2 separate regions of the Pan troglodytes genome follow, and region 2 is linked to region 1. Evidence: chromatin contacts called from public capture Hi-C data. All regions are on one chromosome and are shown on one strand. Each heading gives the region's core, a stretch centred on a gene start, on an enhancer-like site or on the middle of the called end of the contact. The rest is flanking DNA. Distances are from core to core; before and after follow the strand shown.

Region 1 (2,665 bases), core at 46-2,545:
TGTTTAAAAGAAAAAAAGAAAAGTTCACTTTGGTTCTCAGGCTTCTCAGTGTCCCAGAAGCACTACTTTGTTTTGCTCTCACTTCCCCTGTTTAAATATGTCTGCTAGTGAGTCAGGTTCCTGCAAGCTTTTATTCTAGGAACTGTTCCAGTTTTTCCCTTTATCTTTGTCTTACAGTTAATCTTCAGTTGGAGAAGAAAGCCATTACTCTGGAGTGGGAGGTGCCCTCAGCGGCATTCAAGCTTTCAAATCCTGAGGGGCTGTCTTCTCGGAAGCACAGAGAATTTTGCTCATTGTGTGTGTAACTGCCAAGTGTAGGCAGGTTTCATTGGAAACTGGCTACACTAGGCTGTCATGGCAACCTGATCATCAAATGACACTGTGGCCACAGCCGCCAATGAGGTTTGAGAGCCTTAAGGGTGGGTGGGGCTTGAGCGGCTGGATGCTGGCAAAGCGTCCTCATATTAATATTTCTGGCTCAGTCTGAGTCATTGCAGAGGAGGGGAGAGGAACTTTCTGACCTAATGCTACACTCCCAGAGGCACTGTACCTGCCCTGTTCTTATTCATGGTATTCCGGCCTTTACCTGAAGCACCTGCTTTCTTCTGGCATGTAACATAGTGGTAGAACAAGGAAAGCTTTTGGTGGCATTGGCAGATTTGCTGTGAGAAGATGCTCAGGAGAGGAACTGCTACTTTATAGATTAATTGCAATCTGATGCCACTGAATCCTAAGGGACCTAGTGTTGCTGTCACTGTTTCCGAATACTAGTCATAGGAATGGACATCGGAGGAGCTGAAACAGATGAGGGTCTGTGCCACGAAGTCAGAATAATAAAGAGCAGCGAGGCATCGCACACAATGCGCGTTGTGCCCAGATCTTGGAGTGTCAAGAAGGCCGGTGTGAAGCATCAGGGCTGAAACCCGAGGCCTGCTTTAGTTCCTCCATAATCTAGTTCTCACAGAGGCATTCAGAAGCTGTGACACAAACACCATTTTTGGTTGTATTTAGCTAGGGCTCAACTTGCTCAAGTTACACCTTTCCCACACACCTGCCGCCTTCCAGTATGAGGTATCACCTACTGTCTGGCTTACCGGCATCCTTTGGGAACTGAATACTAAAATCTGTTTTGGGTGCTGTTTGAAGTGGATGTTGTAACAAGAACCCTGGGTGCAAGGCCCTGCCCTGCCCTTGACAGGCTTTGGGAATTGGGCAAATCAGGTCACCTCTACCAGGCCTGTTTGCTCAACTCGGAGATTAAGGGATGATCCCAGAGCCCCTCTGGGCCCCCACAGTCTGCAGTTCCAGGAATAGAGCAGTTGTCCTGGACACTAGCACCTAGAGATGGGCTTATTTGGGTAGAACTCTCCATTTTTATTTGAACATGGAGTCCTGAGTTACCTGTGAAACTCAGTAGGATGGATGATTTAAAAAACCAAACGCCAATTGAAGTTTATCCAATGAAGACATTCCATGAGACTCAGTCACAGCAGCAAATAAGTTAGAACCCTTTTAAAAATTAGCTGGGTGTGCTCGTGGGCACCTGTAGTCCCAGCTACTCGGGAGGCTGAGGCAGGAGAATCGCTTGAACCCAGGAGGTGGAGGTTGTAGTGAGCCAAGATCACGCCACTGCACTCCAGCCTGGGTGACAGAGCAAGACTCCATCTTAGGAAAGACAAAGAAAAAAAAAGAAGAATACAGGTTTCACTTTTATTTAGTATCATTTTCAAATCTCAGATTTCTTTTGTTAAATACATTATAAAACTCAATGGTACAGTAATATGTGCCATAATTATTTTTAAAATATACTTTAATAGAAAGTGAAATCTCCAATTGAACTTATTCAGTCAAAATATTTGCTTTTTTATATTAGAATGACTGCAGTCATCACTAAAATGAGATATTCAACAGATCTGTATAATTTAGTTTCAGAAGCAAACAATAATTTAACAAAGGAAGACCAGCATTTTTTTAAATAGGGCAACATCTCATTTTATAAAGTAGAGTGAGCATTCCTAAAGACCAGCATTTTAGGGTTCAGCTTTTATTTATAAATGTGAACCTCCTTTAAAATAAAATAATAGAGGCTAGGCGCAGTGGCTCATACCTGTAATCCTAGCACTTTGGGAGGCCGAGGCAGGCAGATCACTTGAGGCCAGGAGTTGGAGACCAGCCTGGCCAACATGGTAAAACCTAGTCTCTACTAAAAATACAAAAATCAGCCAGGCGTGGTGGTGGGCACCTATAATCTCAACTACTCGGGAGGCTGAGGCACAAGAGTCGCTTGAACCTGGGAGGCAGAGGTTGCAGTAAGCCGAGATCGTGCCACTGCACTCCAGCCTGGGTGACAAGAGTGACAGTCTGTCTCAAAAATAATAATAATAATGATACATTATCTTGTCCATTTGAGTATAATGCCCTGACAACTCTATTTGCAGATGCTCAGAAAAATAGGCCTTCATCAAGCATGGTTATAAGTTTGTTTCTTGGGGTCTTAGAGCCCCCTGAGCTAATTCACTCATTTGGAAGCTGTTCATGAAGCACCTTATTTGATCAAGGCAGGAGGTTATTTCCAGACAAGGAGGTCCAAGGGTTTGAAGTAAGAGCCTTCTACCTTCAAGGACCCTGGTGGTAGAGATAAGAGGCGTGTTAAAATAGCCCAAGG
Region 2 (2,665 bases), core at 94-2,593, 140 kb before region 1:
GGCAGTTCCCTGCACTGCCATTACCTCCTCCAAAGCCAGGCTCTGCCAACTGCCTCATGACCCTCACAATAGTCTTAGGCTGGACTACTCAGCCCATTTCAAAGATGAAGAGACCGAGGCTAGGCAAGCTGCCCCACACCTCCCAGCCAGTAGATAGCTGAGCTGGGCCCGAAGCCTGGTTCCTCCTGACTCCAGAGCTGCCTTCTTCATCACTAATAACAACAATGGCAATAGTAACAACAGCTGATACCCACACAGTGCTTCCCATGTGCCAGGCACTGTTCAAAGAACTTCACAAGAGCCAGCAGGCCCTGGAGCCTGCTCCAAGTGCCAGAGAAAGGTGGTCATGCCAAACCTTTCCAACCTCTGTATGGAGCAGCCACATCATCAGCTCAATCCCCAGTCAAAGAAACCGGGGGCCCGGAGGCTAAGACCCTCACCTGAGGCCCACCACAGGTAAGAGCAGAATGGGGATTAACCCAAGCAGTTGGACTCTGGGTGCGGAGACAGCGACCTGGGGGCTTCAGCTTCACCAACACTAAGCAGAGGGCTCTGGTCTTCTAGCCCCCCGGTTCCTCCTGAGTTGGAGAGCATGACCATGCTGAAAAATTCAGCACCCCTTTACTGGAGAGATGCTTTGTGCCCTGGGAGTGAGTGGGAGCCAGTGGCAGCAGCTCATCCAAGCCCCTCCCAACTGCTGCGGGGGCCTTGGCAGGATCTGGGGGTGGCAGCGGCACGTGGCAGAACCGAGCTCCGCATCCCCGAGCAGCTCCCCATCTCCATACAGCCTGCCTGGCAGAGCCCGTGCTCAGGAAGGGGCGGCCAGGGAAGGGAGGAGACAGTGTGAGAGACGTTATCTCCAGCTCATCCCACCTAAGCACAACCGCCAAGGGGACAGCTAAGGAAGTGACCCGAGGAGAGTGGGTTAACTGCCAGATCGAGGCCTCGGGGCAGAGGGTCGGAGAGGGCCGCAGCCAAGCCTCCCCTGAGCATCGCCAGGTTTGCTTTGCATGGCAGCCTTGCAAGGTGGGCTCTATGCCACCCCTTCTACTGCTGAGGGCACTGAAACTCCAAAAGAAGGCCACCCTACCCGCCACTCGAGCTCATATCCCCAGTGATTGGCAAAGCAGGATTTAAACCCAGGACTGTATGACTTCAGAGTCAGGGCTCTCAGTCGCCACTTTGGCTCAGGAGCCCGGGAAAGCCTGGCGAGGAGAACCTGTGGTGTTGTGGGGCCTGTAGTACCCTGCTCTGCCCCGAGGCACCGCCCAGGTCTCTGAGTGCCAAGCAGGTGCTGGGATGAGCCACTGCAGACTGTATTTACCCAGTGATGACTCAGTGTCACCAGGAGAGGGCGGGGGAACAGATGAATCAGGGAAGGTGACATTCAAGCTCAGGATAGAATGAGCCTGGGGAGTAGCCAGGTGGAGGAGACAGTTCCAAAGAGAGAAAACAGCATGAATGAGGGAGTCCCGTTTCCTTAGCCAATGAAAGCCCCTAAGCCTCACTTTCTATGAGGAGCCCCCTCCAGGCTCCACAAGACTCTGAGGATGTGACCAAGGCTTACCCTGTGCTCCTGCCAAGGCGGTGACAAGGGTCAAGAGGGCAGGCAGACCTGGGCCACACCCTGCACACTCACTAGGGCACACCGCCCCTGTCGTGGCCGCTGTTGTGGGAGCACTGAGTGAAATGAATCCTGCAAAGTGCCTGGCCCGGTGAAGGCTCTGTGATGTCACCAGAATGCACCTAGCTTGTTAGGAGGGTGAGCTCCAACAACCCTCTGCAACCAAGACTGGGGACAAGCAGAAAGGTCAGGGCTGAAGACGGGAGGACGGGACAGATCTAATCCCTATAGGCAGGTGCCACAGGAGTGGGGGCCCTAGGCTGGGGGCATCACCTGAGCCTAGTCATGCTGGCTCCACTTATTCATTCATTCTTGATGATGATTCATTTATCATCAAACAACTGAGCACCAGTGTGTACCAGGCCCTGTTCTAGGCACTCGAACCACGGCAGTAACCAGCTTACATTCTGGTGGGAGGAGAAAGAAGAAGACCAAATAAATAAGAAAAATACCTAGTAGTGGAAAGGAAGAACTCAAACTATATTAACAGATGACTTGGTCTTTCATACAGAGAACCCTTAAGGAATCCACTAAAAAACTATTTTGTTTTATTTATTTATTTTTTTGAGATGGAGTTTCGCTCTCGTTGCCCAGGCTGGAGTGCAAGGGCATAAACTCAGCTCACTGCAACCTCTGCCTCCCGGGTTCAAGCAATTCTCCTGCCTCAGCCTCCTGAGTGGCTGGGATTACAGGTGCCCACCACCAAGCTCGACTAATTTTTCTATTTTTGGTAGAGACGGGGTTTCACTGTGTTGGCCGGGCTGGTCTTGAACTCCTGACCTCAGGTGATCTGCCCCCCTTGGCCTCCCAAAGTGCTGGGATTACAGGCGTGAGCCACCACACCTGGCCATTATTATTATTATTATTATTTGAGACAGAGTCTCACTCTATGGCCCAGGCTGGAGTGCAGTGGCACGATCTCGGCTCACCGCAACCTCCACCTGCTGGGTTCAAGTGATTCTTGTGCCTCAGCCTCCTAAGTAGCTGGGATTACAGGCATGTACCACAACACCTGGCTAATTTTTGTGTTTTTAGTAAAGA

Evidence for each region. Capture Hi-C pulls out chosen DNA fragments and counts their contacts.
Region 2: a capture Hi-C map of stem cell-derived neural stem cells shows a contact between it and region 1, with 5 times the contacts expected there. The contact joins two enhancer-like sites. A contact is called at or near these places in 2 of 7 Hi-C or Micro-C datasets (induced pluripotent stem cells and stem cell-derived neural progenitor cells), 1 of 1 datasets of contacts at active chromatin or transcription factors (stem cell-derived excitatory neurons) and 1 of 1 other capture datasets (stem cell-derived neural stem cells).

The regions. Positions count from the first base shown.
Region 1 is chr11:10,356,886-10,359,550 of NHGRI_mPanTro3-v2.0_pri, reverse strand. The region is part of intron 1 of SLC25A25 (solute carrier family 25 member 25); the gene reads left to right. Among named protein-coding and RNA genes, the nearest start is that of SLC25A25, 29 kb to the left of the region's middle. Within about 2 kb of position 1,295, at least 6 of the 24 cell types and tissues checked have an H3K27ac peak or open chromatin away from gene starts, as enhancers often do. A contact at or near this core is called in stem cell-derived neural stem cells, where this site is marked.
Region 2 is chr11:10,499,044-10,501,708 of NHGRI_mPanTro3-v2.0_pri, reverse strand. The region is part of intron 1 of EEIG1 (estrogen-induced osteoclastogenesis regulator 1); the gene reads right to left. Among named protein-coding and RNA genes, the nearest start is that of DPM2, 18 kb to the left of the region's middle. Within about 2 kb of position 1,343, at least 11 of the 24 cell types and tissues checked have an H3K27ac peak or open chromatin away from gene starts, as enhancers often do. A contact at or near this core is called in stem cell-derived neural stem cells, where this site is marked.